5 separate regions of the Mus musculus genome follow, and all the other regions are linked to region 1. The links are chromatin contacts, called in public HiChIP or PLAC-seq and promoter capture Hi-C maps. All regions are on one chromosome and are shown on one strand. Each heading gives the region's core, a stretch centred on a gene start, on an enhancer-like site or on the middle of the called end of the contact. The rest is flanking DNA. Distances are from core to core; before and after follow the strand shown. Region 1 holds the start of Yae1d1 (Yae1 domain containing 1). Region 2 overlaps Vps41 (VPS41 HOPS complex subunit). Region 3 overlaps Vps41 (VPS41 HOPS complex subunit). Region 4 overlaps Vps41 (VPS41 HOPS complex subunit). Region 5 holds the start of Amph (amphiphysin).

What was found. Promoter capture Hi-C pulls out the DNA fragments that hold promoters and counts their contacts. HiChIP or PLAC-seq counts read pairs in DNA pulled down with a chosen protein or histone mark.
Region 2: a contact with region 1 is called in an H3K27ac HiChIP or PLAC-seq map of embryonic stem cells, with 7 times the contacts expected there. The contact joins the enhancer-like site here to the promoter of Yae1d1 in region 1. A contact is called at or near these places in 7 of 39 promoter capture datasets (the 3T3-L1 cell line, 3T3-L1-derived adipocytes, embryonic stem cells and 3 more), 3 of 115 datasets of contacts at active chromatin or transcription factors (embryonic midbrain, embryonic stem cells and forebrain) and 1 of 9 other capture datasets (liver).
Region 3: an H3K27ac HiChIP or PLAC-seq map of stem cell-derived neural progenitor cells shows a contact between it and region 1, with 5 times the contacts expected there. The contact joins the enhancer-like site here to the promoter of Yae1d1 in region 1. A contact is called at or near these places in 7 of 39 promoter capture datasets (the 3T3-L1 cell line, the HPC-7 cell line, embryonic stem cells and 4 more), 2 of 115 datasets of contacts at active chromatin or transcription factors (forebrain and stem cell-derived neural progenitor cells) and 1 of 9 other capture datasets (adipose tissue).
Region 4: a contact with region 1 is called in a promoter capture Hi-C map of embryonic stem cells, with 5 times the contacts expected there. The contact joins the enhancer-like site here to the promoter of Yae1d1 in region 1. A contact is called at or near these places in 10 of 39 promoter capture datasets (the C10 cell line, HPC-7-derived erythroid cells, cranial neural crest and 7 more), 1 of 15 datasets of contacts at CTCF or cohesin (embryonic stem cells), 6 of 484 Hi-C or Micro-C datasets (cerebral cortex, cortical neurons, embryonic stem cells and 3 more), 9 of 115 datasets of contacts at active chromatin or transcription factors (astrocytes, embryonic forebrain, embryonic limb bud and 4 more) and 3 of 9 other capture datasets (adipose tissue, embryonic stem cells and liver).
Region 5: a contact with region 1 is called in an H3K27ac HiChIP or PLAC-seq map of embryonic stem cells, with 4 times the contacts expected there. The contact joins the promoter of Amph here to the promoter of Yae1d1 in region 1. A contact is called at or near these places in 3 of 39 promoter capture datasets (embryonic stem cells, hippocampal neurons and liver) and 2 of 115 datasets of contacts at active chromatin or transcription factors (astrocytes and embryonic stem cells).

Annotation. Positions count from the first base shown.
Region 1 is chr13:17,991,879-17,995,520 of GRCm38.p6, forward strand. It overlaps Yae1d1 (Yae1 domain containing 1), which reads right to left and starts at 1,473. Exons shown (of 3, transcript NM_025904.3): 1 at 1,303-1,473. The coding sequence starts at 1,428.
Region 2 is chr13:18,841,503-18,844,804 of GRCm38.p6, forward strand. Vps41 (VPS41 HOPS complex subunit) reads left to right here. Exons shown (of 29, transcript NM_172120.4): 18 at 651-778; 19 at 1,967-2,111. Among named protein-coding and RNA genes, the nearest start is that of Amph, 110 kb to the right of the region's middle. Within about 2 kb of position 1,274, at least 9 of the 459 cell types and tissues checked have an H3K27ac peak or open chromatin away from gene starts, as enhancers often do. A contact at or near this core is called in embryonic stem cells, where this site is marked.
Region 3 is chr13:18,766,393-18,769,981 of GRCm38.p6, forward strand. The region is part of intron 4 of Vps41 (VPS41 HOPS complex subunit); the gene reads left to right. Among named protein-coding and RNA genes, the nearest start is that of Vps41, 51 kb to the left of the region's middle. Within about 2 kb of position 2,304, at least 16 of the 459 cell types and tissues checked have an H3K27ac peak or open chromatin away from gene starts, as enhancers often do. A contact at or near this core is called in stem cell-derived neural progenitor cells, where this site is marked.
Region 4 is chr13:18,808,241-18,812,092 of GRCm38.p6, forward strand. Vps41 (VPS41 HOPS complex subunit) reads left to right here. Exons shown (of 29, transcript NM_172120.4): 8 at 2,192-2,311; 9 at 3,327-3,473. Among named protein-coding and RNA genes, the nearest start is that of Vps41, 93 kb to the left of the region's middle. Within about 2 kb of position 2,206, at least 27 of the 459 cell types and tissues checked have an H3K27ac peak or open chromatin away from gene starts, as enhancers often do. A contact at or near this core is called in cortical neurons, embryonic forebrain, embryonic stem cells and 3 more, where this site is marked.
Region 5 is chr13:18,946,652-18,950,248 of GRCm38.p6, forward strand. It overlaps Amph (amphiphysin), which reads left to right and starts at 1,700. Exons shown (of 21, transcript NM_175007.2): 1 at 1,700-1,850. The coding sequence starts at 1,782.

The DNA.
Region 1 (3,642 bases), core at 223-2,722:
AATCCAAAGCAGAATGTTTCTCCTAAAATCTTATTATTGGTTCATCTTTCCTTGTCAGATCTGTCTTATTTTTTTAAAATGTTTTCCAGGCTGGCCTGGAGCTCCTTATCCTACCTTCCTCACTCTCCTAATCGATGACAGGCAGATGCCTCGATGCCACACGGGGAAGTCACTTTGGAAATCTAGGGTTACTGTGCAAACATTAAATATCAGTTGTTATGTTTTTTTTAAAAACTGTGTTAGCAAGGTCTTCACAGAAATGGGAAACTACATGTCTGGTCTCTTGGTAACGGACTAGAATAGGATAGATAAGGAGGCTGGCAAGGCCTGGGAAGAGGGAACTATTTTAGGAACAGTGAAGAGGAAGTCTGATTTTAGAAATCTAATCTAAACTGTGGCATAGAGATTTGTCTTATTATTATTATTAGTTTAGCCCTGGATTCCTATGGTATTTTTGTAATGATATGATGGTTGCTGGGCTCAACAAATATGAACTTACTGGAACATTAAATTAGGGTTGACATAACTGCAGCTTTAAGAGGGTAATTTAATGGCTAGTATATTGGGTGGATGCAGTTCTTATCTTTTAAACAGTTAAGTAACATATATTTACTTATTTTTCTTGAGGGAGGCATTTATTTACTTCCTTGAGCGTGAAGGTCAGAAAATAACTTCCAGAAACCCATTCTGTCCTTCCACAAAGTACGTTCCAGGGATCGAACGCAGGTCTTTATACTCTGGAATCCACCCCCATGTGGAGACAGATCTTAGCAAGTAGTTCTCACCCAGAAAAAGCGCCGATTCTACCCAAATAGTACTAAGCAAGTTTCAATGAATGGCAAGACAGGTCCGGATTGAATAACGCATTTAAAGTAAAGCTGGAACAGTATTCCCTTCTCTACCTCCCCCTTACCTTCCCTTGACAACATTCTCAGTTCACCCTTCTCCAAGCCTTGATAACATCACGCCTAACTTTGGACTCTCTGTGACTGCGTTCTCTGCGGGCCATCAGCCTAGTGGGTGTGCATTTCTCCTCCTCTGCTCCCCCGACCCCAAACTGCACACTCTTGAGGGACTGAATAAAGTTCACGTTGTAGAGTAGGGTCAATGTCCCTGCTCCAAACCCGGTGGGGCTCCGAAAGAGCACCAAGAAACAACCAGGATTCTTAAGACCCGGCAACACTGGAGCGCGCTGGCTCGGAGACCCGCGCTCCTCCGCCCAGGCTTCTGCGTGCGTGCCCCTGCCAGGGAGCCCCCGGGTCCCGCCTGGGAGTCCCTTTCTCCCGCGTCCCGTCCATTTACTTGGACTCGTTTCCGCATGTGACCCTGCCATTCCCGCTGCGCTAACAGAGACTCGTCCGCTTCCTCGTCAAACACGTCCTGGTCTCCAGGGCTCGCGTTCTCCGGAGCCGCTCGAAACCAAGACATCGCCCGGAACACCACGAGTCCCGGAGCCGCCGGAAACCCGGGCAAGTGCTTCCGGTTCGGGGGGCGGGACGAAAGGACAAGGCGTGGGACGGAGGGGCGTGTGCGGCTCCCCTTGCGGCTTGGAGGCTAAGGGTTGGGTCTCTTCCTACGCCTCTGGGATGGGCAGCGTGGGGCTAGCTGGGTGCTGCAAGCTAAGTCCCACCATTCAAGGGCTGAGATTCAGTTTCTGCAAGTGCTGAAGGCATTGGACGCCCACGTGCAGCCAAGAACTTTAGAATGTGAAAGCTGATTCTAGGATCGGTTTGAGATTAAGTAATGGGAACACTTTTGTAAAACCAGCGTCCATTGGCAATTTCCCTCTTAGCCTTTGACTAGGAGAGTTAAGGAATGTGGCTCAAGCATTTAGCAACTTCTGGCTGGGAGTTCATGTTGAAGAACTGCACATCAGTAGCGTTCTTGTTTTGTCATGTGATAACTGAATTTTTCTGACAATTTGTTTTGAATACCTATTTCGCATCACTCATCATTTTGGGACAGCGCACTATAGGAATAAAAGTTCTCAGTCCCAATGGACTTCCTATTAGTGTAGAAACGGCCAGTTAGCCAACAATACTTATAAGTAACTCATAGTTTGAAGACTGTAAGTGATATGAAAAAAGTAATCATTGTGAGGGAAGAGGAAACAGGTTACTGTTTTAGTTTATTTTACATTTTTGTCCTGAAGGCAAAAGTTTTGCCAATAAGGAATATATGCTCTGTCAATAAGTTATCCCCTACACAAAGTTATTACTTTTTATCTTCAGAGAGAATTTTGTATCCTATAAATGTATGTATAAAACCAAATATAAAATGTGATAAGGTGTATGTATATAGAGATCTTAATTAGAAGCAAAATGGCAGTATAGGAAGCCATAGAAATAGTGATTGAAATGAGTAAGATAGAAAACTTCTGTGAGTTGGCTCAGTGGGTAAAGTCCCAGGAACGGTGTCAATCACCAGGACCCACGTGATGGAAGGAGAGATTAAACTCCTACAAATTGTCCTCTGACCTACACACACACACACACACACACACACACACCATATGAAAACAAATGCAATAAAAAAAATCCAACTCAACCCTTGCATGATAAACCCTAAAGGACAGGGTCTGAAGAGATGGCTCAGCAATTACAAACACTTGCTGCTCTTCTGGGGGATGTTAACTTGGTTCTGGGCATCTACATACAATTGGGTGATGGCTCACAACCACCTGTGACACCAGCTCCAGGGAGTCTCAAGCCCTCTTCTGGCCTCCAAAAGTGCTTGTGCACACATGGCATACATGCATACAAATACATACACATATAAGTAAAAATAAATATTAGAAAACAGATAATCTTGTCCTGCCTCTTATTAAAAAGAGCGAAAAAAATGTAGGAGGGTGTGAATAATTTTGAACTTCTGATTATTCTGTGTCTAACTCCTGAGTGCTAGGATTACAGATGTACATCAGCATGCCCAGTTTGTGTGGTGTTGGGGATTGGATACAGGATTCCAGCATTCATTGCACCAACTGAGAGACATCTCCACACCTTTCAATGAATATATACCCTTTAAAAGTTGAACTATCTGAGCTATAGCTTAGTCAGTAAAATAATTACATTGCAAGGAAGAAGAGAAGAATTAGAACCCCATACCGCACACTAAAAAAAGCCAGATGTAATAATGTGAGTTTGTAATTCCAGATCTTGGAAGGTGGACACAAGTGGATTCCTGGGACTTTCTGGTCAGCCAGAATAGTAAACTCAGGCTCAGCTAATCCAGCCCCCCTCACCAAAGGTGCATAGTACCTAAGAAATGATGCTGAAGTTGTCCTTTGTCATGCACCCTAACATTCCTGCGCCTGAATACTCACAAGAAAGCACATATGTATGTGTATACACACACACACACACACACACACACACACACACACACACAAATTGTCTTACTGCATTTTAAAACAGGTTTTCAACTTTCTCTGCTGTGGCCCTTCTGCTGTTGTAGTGCCAGGGAAGTTTAGACATTTCAAAACAAACAAACAAACCAAAACAAAACCAGTCAGGAGCCAATCTGATGTAACTTAGAGCAGGGTCTTTATTTTATTTGGGCTAGCTCAGGCCCCTCAGCTCACCACTGACATGAAGGATGGTTTTGGTGGAGAGAGGAGCCCCGGATAGCTATCAGGGCAAA
Region 2 (3,302 bases), core at 24-2,523, 850 kb after region 1:
TTTATTGTCATTAAACTATAGAAATAATTTAAGTATTATTTTTTATTTTTCTCATTTTAAGGTTTAATTTTAAATGAGTGATTCATATAATGAATCAAGTAGCAGTGTTTCATAAGAACTCCCCATGAAAAATGTTGTCCTGTACAAACACTAAAGATCAGGTTGTAAAAACTACAAGCAAATGGAAGAACCCTAAGCTCAGTAGTGCACACTCGTAACCCCAGCTGCTCAGGAAGCTGAGGCAGGGGAATGTGAGTCCCAGTCCATCCACTTATCCGTCCACTTATCCTCAGGAGTGCTGGACCACTTCTCTGGAGTCCCGGCTTCTCCGTTTTCTTGCCTTCCATTTTGCCAGTCAGGAAATCACTAAACCTTGGCATGTTAGACATTTATGGAAAGTTCATTGCATAGGCATGATGGCTAATAGAGAGGAGGGAAAACCCAGAGAGGCCTTGTGTGCTTACTTAGCATTCTTCCTTCCTGGGCAAGGGGGCTGGACCCTCTGAAGGTGCTCTTATAATGCACTATCCTTTAATGGCCTGCACTGGGGAGTGGTTAAATAACAAAAGAGGGCAGATTGAAACCCAGCTGTGAACATCACAGTACCACCCTATGAAGAGTGTTCTTTTTCTGCTGTTCTTTCTGGTTAGGGCTTTGCCACATTGATCAGAGAGTGGCCTGGAGATCTATATAACAATTCCGTGATAGTTCAGGCAGTTCGAGACCACCTGAAGAAGGACAGTCAGAACAAAACGTTATTGAAAACACTGGCAGAATTGTGAGTATGTTTTAGTTCTTGAAATCTCAGAATGGGGACAAGGCCCTTTCATTTTCCGCCGTCTACTTAGTTGGGATCTTTTTTCTAAGTCTCAGTGAATAACTGGACGATGAGTGTGTGAAGCTGCATTATAGTGAGATCTGTCTGCCAGAGGAATGGTGTGGTGTGGACGGGTCCTGGCGAGGAGAGTACCAGGCTCCCTCAGGCTTTCCCAGTGAGACAGGTTCTGGATTCTGTTATTTTTAAGTCTGCAAGTCTATTGCTTTTTCTGAACCCGCATCTTTATCTGTAAAATTACAGGGCACATTCGTTATAGGGATACTTTCAGACTTGAAAGTTAGGGCTCAGCAAGTGATGTTTGGTGAGTATGTTTTTCTTTTGGGAGTACTCCCATCTGGCTTTTGTGCCATATGTCTGAACACAAAGATGAGCTAGACCCTCAAGGAACCTCAGGGTAGGGCGCCAGATGGTGTACCACAGGCCAGTCCGAGAAGGAGGGCCTGCTACATGCCTTCCTCAGGAGCCACAGACCTCACACTGCCCTCTCTGACCAATTCTGTCAGAGTTGGAGAAAAGGCTGCATGAGCCTTGGCACAGGGGAGTCATGGTTGTGGCATCCTTATGCAGAGCACTCTGGTTTCTCTCAGAAGCATCTTCTGGGGCAACTGGACTCTTTAATACTGTTAGTACGAACAGCGGGGTAATTTCTGGTCAGCTGGCTCTCCTGGCTTACATGAGGGACTGTGTGTGAAAACATTGTTTCAATGGAAAAATATGTTTTAGTTTTATACAACACCCCTACAAATGAGCTCCTGAAATATAATGTATTTGTCAGCTGAACATTATGTACAGGAATTAAGACCAATTCCTCTATTGATTAAGAAGAGCTTTTCCTTCATTCTGGACCACAGGTTCATGTCTGAAATATAGATGTCTATACATCGTGGAGGCTGAGGTTGCAAGAAGAAACACTTATTACTTGAATATTACACAGTTTTGCAAATTTGATGAGAGGAAAGTCAGGCTTCTGAAAGGAGTACCAGGGGACCATGCATTTTAAATCTCAGTGAACACTTGCCGTAGTAAACTCTTCTCTTTGAACAACTATTTCAGCTTTTACTATTATGAAACATAATATCTGTGCATTTTAGTTATAACAATTAATAAGTATTAATTTTTTATTATCAGGTACACCTATGACAAAAATTATGGCAATGCTCTGGAAATATACTTAACGTTAAGACATAAAGATGTTTTCCAACTGATACACAAGCATAATCTTTTCAGCTCCATCAAGGATAAAATTGTGTTATTAATGGATTTTGATTCAGAGGTAATACTTTTCTTATTACTATGTATTAACTGTTAACTATTCAAAGGTTTAGTCATGGCCACTTGCCCAAGTGAGTCACATACTTGACCATATGCTGGCCATGCTTAAAACCCTCTGACGCACCTTTCTTTGCATAGTTGTTGTGAAAGCCATTGTAGCTTAATGTCAGGCACTTTTCTTGTGGTTGATAGGAGAGAGATAGGGATCAAGCCTTGTATATAATAAGCACAGCTTATTCCACTGGGCTGTGCCCCAACATCAGTGTAGTGCTTTATCAGAGGTATTTGAACTTTAAAAACAAAACAATCTATGTAATTCATAAGAAAGAAAAACAGCCTATACTTTCGTTTATTGCACTGTTTTAATCTTTGTCTCTACATGGAAATTTAAATGAACTTCGGTTTAGAGCCTAAATTTTAAACCGTGTCCTAGCTTGTTTTTTGTGGTGATAAAGACTAAAGCCAAAAGCCACTTGGAAAGAAAAGGTTGACTTGGCAAGTCAGGGCTACATAGTGAGACCCTGTCTCACAAAAACAGGAAGAAGGGAAAGCAGGCAGGCAGGCAGGCTGGAAGAACCAAGGGACTAGTAAGACTCCTTCCAGAGTATGGGGGAATGAAAGTAGTCAAAGTTCATGGTGTACTTGTAAGAAAATCTTTATGAAACCCATTACTCACAGAAATACACTAATAAAAAAGATGAGCTGCTCATATATAATTTAGTCACAGAGTGAGTGCTCAGACAGTAAAGGCACTTGTCACCAAGCCTGAAGACCTGAGTTTAGTCCCTAGGATCCTTGGGATAGAAGGAAAGAACCTTCTCCTCCGAGTTGTCCTTGGGCCACACATGCTGTAAGGCGCGTGCATGTGCACATGTGTGCGTGAACACATTCAAATAAACAAGTATACGATTTAGAAGAGTTATAGTTTCCTTATCCATTTTCCCCTGTGTCTTGAAAGTCTAATTACTGTATGCACCAGTGAGAAAAAGATGGTTGAACTGAAACTCATCGCTATTTAAAGAATTTGAACCAGAGTTAAGATATCATAGTTTTCTAGTTAGAAAAGTTCTTTGGAATAATCAAACACACTTATTTATAGAGAAAAATGACATCTGTAACAGACTTCAGTTGCAAAGTCAACAAGAACCTAGTGTTCTGTCTGGTGGGCTACCATCCCACTACCTCTTGTCAT
Region 3 (3,589 bases), core at 1,054-3,553, 780 kb after region 1:
TCTTCCCACAGAGATGTCTACACACACCTCTCTGTGTTTATCGATACTTTATCATGAGCACTGAGCACATGGAAATAACATAGATGTCTCTCAAGAGATAAGCAGGTAATGGGAATGTGATAATGAGGATGACATCTGTGTCTTGTGAAATTTATTCAGCCAAAAAGAAAGGAAGGTTTTCATTTCTGGGAAAATGGCTATATCTGGAAAATAGCAAATGAAGTAACCCAAGATTAGAAAAATAAATACTGCATTTTAAATATTTGAATCCTAGTTTCTAATCTTCATCAGTATATCATCATGTAGGAGTTAGTGTGGGGTCCCTGAGAGGGAGAAAAAAGTTTTAAGGAAGGGGAATGGGAAAATTAACTGAATACATGTAACAGGGAAGTGGAAAGGAGAGCGGATTCAGGGTAGAAACATACAAGAAGGGAGGCGCGCGCGCGTGTGCGTGTGTGTGTGTGTGTGTGTGTGTGTGTGTGTGTGTGTGCAGGAGGAGGCTCAACCAAAAGAAAACATAATGAAAATGGCAAAGGGCAATGTATTACGTTGTTTCCTTTGTATTAAAAAAGACTTACTTCAATGAAGTAATCCTGCTTTGACTCAGGGCAGAGATTTTCTAGGTGGGAGAAAAGAAGGAGGCTGTGCTTGGTGCATTCAAAGATGCTGAGTTTAAAAGGACAGTTCAAAATCAAGACTGCTAAAACTGCTATGAAGTGATAGAGATGTTAGGATTTAGTGTCTTGGTCTATGTGAGGGAACGTTGGACTGGGCTGTCTAAATAGACAGAGGTCATTTAGGGAGTGAGCATCTAGAAGGGTCTGATTCTCAAGTGGCATGCTGACTGAGAGCTGTAGAGCGGTTTGTAAGCACTGGACTCTGATGAAGCCAGAGCTGGAACAGGGTGAGTTCTGATAATTGAGAGGCAGGTGAGATACTATATAGCCCAGACGGAGCCTGGGAAGCTCACTGAGATGGCAGTAAGGAAATGAGGGGATAGGTAAGTAGAAGCCAGTGCAGGAGAGAGTCCGGTGCTGGGGGCTCGTGTGCACTGAAGGGCATCGGACTTTAATGTGCACAGTGCTGGAGATGTTTCCATGAGCAGCCTTGCTGGCCACATTCACGCGGACCTCTTGTGTGTGGCAGTGAACCTAAGGAATGGAAGGGAGCATCACTCATTGTATTCCTTGGAAGAATGGTGCCTTAAGTTGTTGAAAACCTTTAAAAATCCTCTTAAATGTAACATCTGTAACATTCATCATTCAAGATCAGTCAATATTATAAAAGCAGAGTAGAACCATAGGGTATTTTCAACTTCGCTCTTACTTGTCACGAATGCTACTTTGGGATCTGCAGCTTTCCCCGTTTTTCATAATGAAGAAGCACGAGATCTAAATGTCATTAAGTAATTTCTCCCAAACAGTATTTAGTGGGTTCATGTTTTCATAACCTTTTGGTGGAGGTGGACCTGGCGAGCTGGTAAACGTGTCTGCTCTGTCAGTGGGCCACACATAACAAAGGCTCCTTCTGCTTTTTCTTCTTTTGTTCAGCTGTGTCTCTAAGTATAAAACGTGACTATCATTAGTCAGCAGGGGCATTTGTTACAAAGCAAGCAGCCAGCTACAGTGGTCAGGAAGAGTATTTGTGACAGAGTCAACCAGCTAGCCACAGGTCCTGACGATTTTATCCTCTGACTTGCTTGGGGATTGGGGGGGGGGGGGGGAGCTGGCATTGGAGGCAGGGACAGCAGCCAGCTGCCCAGATGCACATGAGTGACTCTGGGACAAGAGGCTGGGTGACAGTAAATGTATGGATTTCCTCAAGAAACAGCTGACTGCTGTTTTACATTTTCTCTTCTTTTTAGCCTGTATTTGGATCTTTTCTGGAAATAGTCACATAATATCTGTCACTTCAAGATTTTCCCCTGTTAAATGTCTTACCCATCTTGGAACAAAGAAGGCATTGCTGCTTGAGATGAAGTCTGTTGGTACCCGAGGTTTGCAACTTTATCATTAAAGTTGGGCTTTTATGGCTTTAAAGTAAATTGGTGAGAAAATAAATGTAGTTTTTGTTGGGTGTATTTTGAGAGCACATATAGTCAGGCATGCTCTCCTGGGCTAGTGAAGTCTGCATAGAGATCTTATCTACAGGATGTATCAGCAGTAAAAACAACCAGTAAGGTGAGCTTTTCCCAACTAGGAAAGTAGGGACATTTGCTTTTCACATATGGAGTTCAAGTGTGAACTCCTCACTGACTGTGACTAAAGGGAAGTGAACGTCCCTGGTAACCATGAGGATGCTGGGTGCCTCTGAGAGCAGGAGAATGAAGGCCTGTCTTCTTTTCCTATTCATTCCACTCAGTGGCTGTGGGGATGCAGTGTTTGTGAAGGGATCAATTATCCATTTGTTAGTCAAAGGAGCCTTACAAATTATACATTAGCAGATTGATTTCTTAGGTTCACTGTTAGGGGACGAATAGCTTAAGGTGGGATGACGAGGAGTGTCTGGGGACACGGTTGCCACTAAGAACACCATTAAAAGCAGCTTTTGAAATGACCAAGGATTTATTCCTAATTGAAGAATGGGCATAATCCATACCAAGTGTATTCATTTCAAGTATTTTATGTTAGGTAATTGATTGTCCCATGAGGTGTACTTGTTAGTAATTTTGCCTTTTCTTTAAGAACTTGGCACCACATGTAGTGGACTTAGATTTGGTTTGTTCTGGTCCTTGCCCCCTCCTGTTTACTTGGACTTCTCTTTTTATTCCATTAAGGAAACATTTTTGTATGTTCTGTAGTGTCAGCTTGACATTATTGATTTTTGAACAAACTCACTTATATTGTCCAGAATTCCAAATGTGTCTCCATTAGGAATAAAATTGTAGCTAATGGAAATTTCGCACAGCTGAGTCCATTTTCCTCTGGCTTGTTTTCCTTTGGTCCCTCTTCTTTTTCTGTGTCTGTTCCAGCATCCTGTCTTTGGAAATATGTACCCAAAATATGTCTTTAGATATGGCATTTCCCTTTTCTGTGCTCTTAACTAAAAGGGATGAAATTGTCCCGTTTGGAAGGAATAGAGTCTTCTGCTTCTGGGCTCTGCCTGAGTCTGTGGGCATCGCCAGCCTTTGGTTTTACTTCTGGGGCTCTGCCTTAGTCTGTGGGCATCGCCAGCCTTTGGTTTTACTTCTGGGGCTTTGCCTGAGTCTGTGGGCATCGCCAGCCTTTGGTTTTACTTCTGGGGCTTTGCCTGAGTCTGTGGGCATCGCCAGCCTTTGGTTTTACTTCTGGGGCTTTGCCTGAGTCTGTGGGCATCGCCAGCCTTTGGTTTTACTTCTGGGGCTTTGCCTGAGTCTGTGGGCATCGCCAGCCTTTGGTTTTACTTCTGGGGCTTTGCCTGAGTTTGTGGGCATCGCCAGCCTTTGGTTTTACTTCTGGGGCTTTGCCTGAGTCTGTGGGCATCGCCAGCCTTTGGTTTTACTTCTGGGGCTTTGCCTGAGTCTGTGGGCATCGCCAGCCTTTGGTTTTACTTCTGGGGCTTTGCCTGAGTTTGTGGGCATCGCCAGCCTTTGGTTTTACTTCTGGGGCTT
Region 4 (3,852 bases), core at 956-3,455, 820 kb after region 1:
CTGTTTTTCCAGTGCCTGGGACTTTCTGTCTTTACGAAACCCTCACTGAGGATCTTTGCTCTCCCTGTTGCGTGTTACACAGATGCTACAGGTCTGAACCAAAGCTGACATGGACTGACATCTGAGTTCTGGTCTCCTTCCTTCTCTTCCTGCCAGAACTCCTGGAAGCAGAACAGGACAAAGGGAAGCTAGGACCCTGCTGGCCTCAGTTTCCTCTGGTAACCCCAAACAAACTGATTGTAGCACAGGGAGCTCTGTGGAGTGAATCTGAATGTTGTTTCTGTTTACAGCAAGTCGTAATGGTTTTCTGAAGAAGCTGATGGTATATTTTAAAATAAGGATTGTGACTAATTGCTTATACCTCTTCATCTAGAGATAGTGTCTTGTGACATCTCCTTCATTCAGTCTTCGTCAGGACTCATGATAGGTTCTCCAGGCCCAGACAGTCTGCCTTTATCACATGTACATAGTCGCAACACTAAATAGACTCTGCAGGTTGTACTTGTACGATGGCTTGTGTGTGTGTGTGTGTGTGTGTGTGTGTGTGTAGCAATAATTAAAGGAGAGGTCATGAATTCAGGAGGAAGAGGAAGGAGAAGTAGAAGCCATGTAAATACAGTTCTCATAAAATTCTCAAAGATCTTTTAATTAAAAAAATAGTGGTGGCTTCTGTAAATTAATTTGGAAGCACATTTTTGTCCTCTTTTAAGATTTCAGTATGTTTTTTTATCGCTTCATCCAGCTCCCTAAATTAAACTTGGTTGTAAAACGTGGACTTCATCCTTATTAATGAGTTAACATTATAAAAAAAATCACATGAATAATTAGAAAAATTTCTATGTAAGATTTCTTCATACCCTTTTCTAGAATTATGATTACTTTGTAATATATGCTTCATATTTCTATACTACTTTCTGTGTAAATATTTATTATGTGGCTATTTATTCATATTTAAGTGGTATCATAGAAAATACTATTTTGTAGTATTTTTAATATCTTAAGTATCTTTATATTGATAATACACATATAGAGACAGATATTTATAGGTAGGTAGATAGACAGACACACTGACTGATAGTCCTGATTTTGTCCATCTCCATATTGTGCTCAGTAGTTGCCATGTTTTTAGTTTATCTGTGGTTGTCATATATAACTTTAATTGTATAGCATCAATTTCTAGGTTGCCCCTGATGTTTCCTCCCTTATACTTAGGGCCTGGTAGTAGATACACAAAACACTGAGGTAAACTGAAAGGAATTTTAAAAATTCTCTTGCCAGGAATGGTGGCACCTGCCAACAATCCTAGAGTATGATGGCAGAGGGATAGTAGACCAAGAACTCTATCTACACCAGCATTCTAGGCCGACAATAGTGAAGCTCATCTCCGCCTCACCCCAGACCTCTCTCAGCCTCTGTCCTCAGTGTAGCAGACAGCAGTAACACACATACGTCTGGTTGTTGTGCTTTCAGCGATACATGCTATAGGTGGCACTGCTTAAAGAGTTGAAGTTGAGTATATCAAGAAGAATATGTTCTCAGTGGATGAATTATCAGACCTGTGTCTTCTTCAGAATTAAGGAGTTTTGACCAGTTATATTTTATTTTAAAATAGTCAGTGGGACTTCACAATAGATTCTAATCTTTATATAGTGTCTAGCTACTGTGGAAAATGTAAAGATCCCAAATCTTAAAGCAAATGGTTCATACTTTGTGATTTGATTTACTGTTAAAAAGATAATGTCACATTATTTGCTTTGGATTAAATAAAAAAAAAAAAAGATGCTCGCTTCCAACTAAAGCAGTTGAACCTGTGATGACTCTCTTTGTCAGTGAGAAACTTAAAAGGTTCTGATTTCCCGGTTTACACAGTTAATTAGTTCCCAGTTGAAAAGCCGTCCTGAAGCTGGATTCACTAAGGCATTGTTTGCCCCGAGTCGTGGTGTTTTGGTGCCATCTTGTGGCTGAGACTTGTCATATCCTCAGTGCTCGTCTAATTTAAATAGGAATTCAGGCAGTTCAAGATATGTAGGGGATTGTTTCCAAAACGAGGGTATCTATTTAAAATAAGCATAAAAAAATACTGAGAGCGGCTTGTTTGTCACTTGGTAACACTGACAGGCAGAGAGGATGAGTGAAGGATCTTCTGTGTGACTCTGGAGACCTGAAAGCCTGTGTTTTGCTGTGTCCTCAGCTGCTGCTGTTTGAACGGACCTGGATGAACAGATGGAAGTCTTCTGTGCTACACGAAGGGGAAGGAAACATAAGGAGTGTGAAGTGGAGAGGCCATCTGATTGCTTGGGCCAACAATATGGTAAAGGCACTTGTCTGTCTCTCTAGCACTTGCACAGTGGCAGCAGATTGCCAGATGGAAAGGGCAGGACAGAGACTCGGTGGAGTTAGAATTCTGATAGGTATGGGTGATTGATACCACACCTCAGCTTAAGGAAGTCAGATCGCCTGGGTTTTCATACTACAGCAATTCCCAACACATTGTGGACTAAAATCTCTTTAGAGGAAGAAAGTGAGGCACAGAGCAACGAAGAAAATGAAAAGCCACCTTAATCATTGCAGGGCTGCTTCAGGCATGTGCTCTGGAAATGCCATTCACCCGGCGCTCATGAGCACTGAGAGAAGCAAGTTGTGACTTCCTCTTTACTCCAGGTATAATCATGGGCCTGTCATTTGAAAAGTGTATTGTACTCTCAGTATTGCACTTAAAGTTTATTTTATGTAAAGTGGGGCTTGGAGGAAGTTTAAAGAGTAGTCTTTTTCATATCTGTCATGTTTTCTGAAATTTCAACACGTAGCTGAGAAAATCAGTTGCATTTGGTCAGAAAGAGTTGACATTGTCTCAGTTCAACCCTGCTGCTGGGATTGTCCTCACAACAGCCAGTCTCCAGGCTCCTGATCAGCCAGAGGCACTTGAAGGTTCCATTGAGCACTCTGAAGGGTCACATGTTGTCTTTGAATGGATGGGTTTTCAGACCCAAAGCTTTCTGAAAAACTAAAACTCATTCTCTTTCCGAAGAATTCCTTTAGAAATGCTCGCCACCTATCAGGTTGAAAGCAAACTTGGTGTCTCTGTGCAAAACATGTTTGTGCTGGATTTGTGTTACTTACGCCCTCCACTAATAACAGCCTTTGTCCAGAAAGGAGCCTTGCAGCTTTGGTTCTCAAAGGGTTTGTATAAAGAAAGTCCATGGCCTTGTATGGCTCCTGGGCGTGCCCAGTGAACAGCGTTATGGGTTTGAGTGCGACACGTCTTGCTTTGCTCGATCCCTCTCTGAGATACAAGACACTTAATTTAATGTTGCTTTGGTTTGTAGGGTGTGAAGGTTTTTGACATCACCTCAAAGCAAAGAATCAGCAATGTGCCCCGAGATGACATAAGTCTTCGCCCAGACATGTACCCCTGCAGCCTCTGCTGGAAGGACAATGTGACACTCATTATTGGCTGGGGAACTTCCATCAAGGTCGTTTACTTGGTCTTTCTATTAAATCCAAATCATTACAGATTTATTGTACTCATGACTGGTTTCTGGCAAACCTGATATTTTCATCTGAACACTGTGGTGCTAGGATGAAGCACCACTTTATTTTACAAGTACAGACTTTAAGATGTGCTTTCCTTTTCTTTTTTTTTTTTTTTGTTTTTTGTTTTTTGTTTTTTGTTTGGTTTGGTTTGGTTTTTCGAGACAGGGTTTCTCTGTGTAGCCCTGGCTGTCCTGGAACTCACTCTATAGACCAGGCTGGCCTTGAACTCAGAAATCCACCTGCCTCTGCCTCCCGAGTACTGGGATCAAAGGCGTGCGCCACCACGCCCAGCTGTGCTTTCCTTTTCTATGATGGGCA
Region 5 (3,597 bases), core at 450-2,949, 960 kb after region 1:
AGTTTGTTTTTATTTAATTTTAATATCAGGGCAGTTGAGTTTCCTCCTTGGCTCTAGAGGGTTGTACAGAGTATGAAGTCTGCCTAGCTTGCCAAAGCTGAGCCCTCCAGCTGGCACACTGGGCTTACATCACATCTTATGCAGTCAAGTAGCAACAGCATCATTCCATACCCAAGTCACTGGAACAATAGCTCACAGAAGAGTGATACTAGGGACTGGTTTGGGCGAAGGGAACACCCAAGTAACTTTAGAAGGGGAGCAGGATATTCCCCTGTTTTGGTGCCTGCTCAACCTCTGACTTGTGATTGTCAGATGCCACCTCTCTTCCTCTACTCATGGAACCCTGAATGAACCTGAGAATGAAGACTCTGCCCATTGTCAAAGGCTTCTGGAGCTCCTTTGCCGCCTTGTCTTTGCCAGGTGCACAGAGGACCACATCTTTCTGTTAAGACTGTCAAAAGGGGCCACCTTTAATCCCACAGATCTGCAGAGGAAGGCAGATCTGTATGAGTTTGAGACCAGCCTGGTTTACATAGCAAGTTTCAGGACAGCCATTGTAATGAGCATAGGGAAAAAAAAATCTTCTAGGCATGGAAAAATAGCTTAGTCAAGAACTCCACTATACCCAAGGCTGTACCTGATAACCAGAACCCAGTGACATCACTCACTCAAGAGAACCTGGCACAGGCCTAGATGGTGCCCAGTGGATGGAATATAAGCAGAAACCAAGAGCAAGGCTCTGCTTTGCACATCAAGACAGACCTTGATCTGTCATGTGGCTGGAGAGTCGGCCCCCGGTTGAACCAGAGACTACTGTTAGAGAGTGGACCTGTCCTTTAGCTAAGGTTGGTGGCACAGATGAGCAACCATGGAGAGATAGGCTTAAGACCATAGTTAGCAGTTTAGAGTGTGAGCTTTGTATGTTGACTCTCAACACAATAAAACTGTGACTTGTTATACTCACTTCAGGTCTTGTCTCTACCTTTCTTGCTTGCGACAGTTGGCTTAGTCAGCAAGATCACATAGAGTTTTGTCTCAAAGAACGACAAAGGGACTGCTGGTCTCATTTCTTGGGAAAACTGTTGTGCCACAGTGTCTGAGAGCTGGCAAAGTGCAGCACTTGTGTGTAGAAGCTGACCCTTCTGAACATGGCCTTTCCCACTGGCAAGCCTCACAGTGATCTCTTTACTCTTTCTCTCTGGCAAGTTGCCCTGCAGGGACTTTCCAGCCTCATCCTCTCCTAACTTCCCCATCCCCCACAGGTTTGAGCCTCTGGAGGGTGGATGGACTCGTTCCTTCTCCACTCAAGGTGTTTTGACGGGGCAGTCATTTGGTGATTTAGAGCCTTACAGACTCCTCCCCACCTCCTCCTGTTCTTTAACTGGGGAGACAGAATCAGAGTCTTCCGACCTTCCTCCCTGAAAACGTCCTGTTAGCCCTGCCCTCTCTCACCCCTAGCTGCCTCAAGGCCCTGGGATTGAGGAACGTCTTCCATCTTTATCACTTCTTGACCACCTCCTCCATCACGGTGGACACTTGGCCTTTGACTTCTCTTTCCATGCATCTCACTAGTGGCGTTGTCACCCCTAGTGGCCGCACATCCGCTCTATCTCTTTAAACCGGTCCTGTCGCCGCGCCCCTCCCTCATCCGTTGCCTCCTCTGCTCCTCACGCTTCAGCTGCTCCTCCCCCCGCTCCTCCTCCTTCTCTTCCTGGGCTCCTCGGTGCCGCCGCCGGCTCGCTGCGCGCTCTGCTCTTCCAGCTCTGCGGACCGCAGCAGCCATGGCCGACATCAAGACGGGCATCTTCGCCAAAAACGTGCAAAAGCGCCTCAACCGCGCGCAGGAAAAGGTCAGCAGAGGGCAGCGGGATGCGGGGCAGGTGACTCGAGGAGGTGCGGGAGCCGATGGCAGTGCTGGCCTTGCGCTGCAGGGCCGCGGGTTCAGGTGCGGCGCGCTGCGGAGCCCGAGCAAGCGCCGGGTGGAGGACTCCCCTGTCTCTGCTCTCAACGATTGCAGCCAGGCAGGATCCATTCAGGCAGCGTGGGCTCGGCCCCGCAGTGGGTTCGCCGGGAACCCGCAGACCCCTGACCCTCCAGGCACTGAGTGCTATAGACTCCCAGAGCCCGCCCAGGGTGGCCACTCTCCTGGGCACGCCTCCCGGGACCAGGGGTGGCAGGTGCAGTTGCTCTCTGGCTGCACCCGGAGCGGTCCACGTCCCTGGGCGCCTCCATCTCTCCGCGCCCGCACCTCCTGAGCTCAAGCTCTCCCGCAAGCAGCTCAGGCGTCCACGACCGCAGATCCGGGAGGGAGATTGTCGCATCTCTTCTTGGGTGGGGGTGTTGTGGCTATTTGAGTGAAGTCGGTCGAAACGAACGACTTAAGCAAAGAAGACACCCCAGATGTGCATGGACCAATGGGATGTATAATAAACAACCAACACCTTAGCACAGTGGTGAACTGGAGCTCCAGAGAATGCTCATTTCTCCCTAAGTATCCGTGTTGGTTTTTGAAGCCAATGCCCTCTGGAAGGTCAAAAACAAACAACCTCGACCTCAGAGTTCTCTGCACATCTCTGCACAAAATGCTTATTTCTCTGCTTGAGAAGCAGCAAAACCTACTCCTATCAGAGGCGCTGAGGTCGCAGTGTTTGTAAATTAGGTATTGTAATTTATGTCTCTTCCGGAGGAATGTTATCCATAGCTAGCCCAGCTCTGGATAGTCGAGTCTCAGTCTCTCTCTCTCTCTCTCTCTCTCTCTCTCTCTCTCTCTCTCTCTCTCTCTCTCTCTCTCTCTCTCTCTCTGCATTTTACAGGCACTGGGCTTCCTAGTGTCCCTGATTACTATATCTGACCCTCCTATGAAGTCTTCGTTCGTCCCAAGCAAAGGACGTTTGTACTGGAGCTTGAACCTTGTATTTGAAAGTGAACCTGGGCTAGTGGTAAATTGAGCTGTATTTGCTTCGTATGGCATTAATTTCTGTCCCTGGGATGAGGATGTCTGGTGTTTTCTTCTCCTTCTGGAAATCAGATTGTCCTTATTCCTCACTCTGACAGCACTTACCCTCCTTAGAAGTTCGACCTACCCCCACTCTGAGCTGCCCCAAAGGCTGAGCCCAGGAGCAGGAACTCTGCCAGGTTCAGGTTCAGTGGCTGTATGCAATCCTCCCTCCCTGCACACATGCACCTTCCCAGCTCTGTAAGAGGATTGTATTGCTTTTAATATCTACTCAAGCTCATCCTGAACTCCAGGAGCCTCCTGCCACTCCCTCGGAAGCGGAATTAGCCAAGCTACTTGTCCCCTTCCGTCACCCCGATGCTTTCCAGATAATAGCCAGATAGCAGATGTTTGCCAAACACGAGATTTGGACAAGACTTTGTCGTCATTTCCCCACATTTTATTTCACCCACTTGTAGTCCCCCCTCCCCCATCCCTAACATAATCACTTAAATCTTTCGTCTGTGGCTTTTCGCCGACTCGGCTTTCCATCTGTGAAGTAATTTTGTGATATGGTCTGCTTTTTCACATATTAATCTAGGTCACCAGCTGTTAATATGGTCCAAACAAATGAAGGGAACTGTAATGTCTCTGACAGTGTC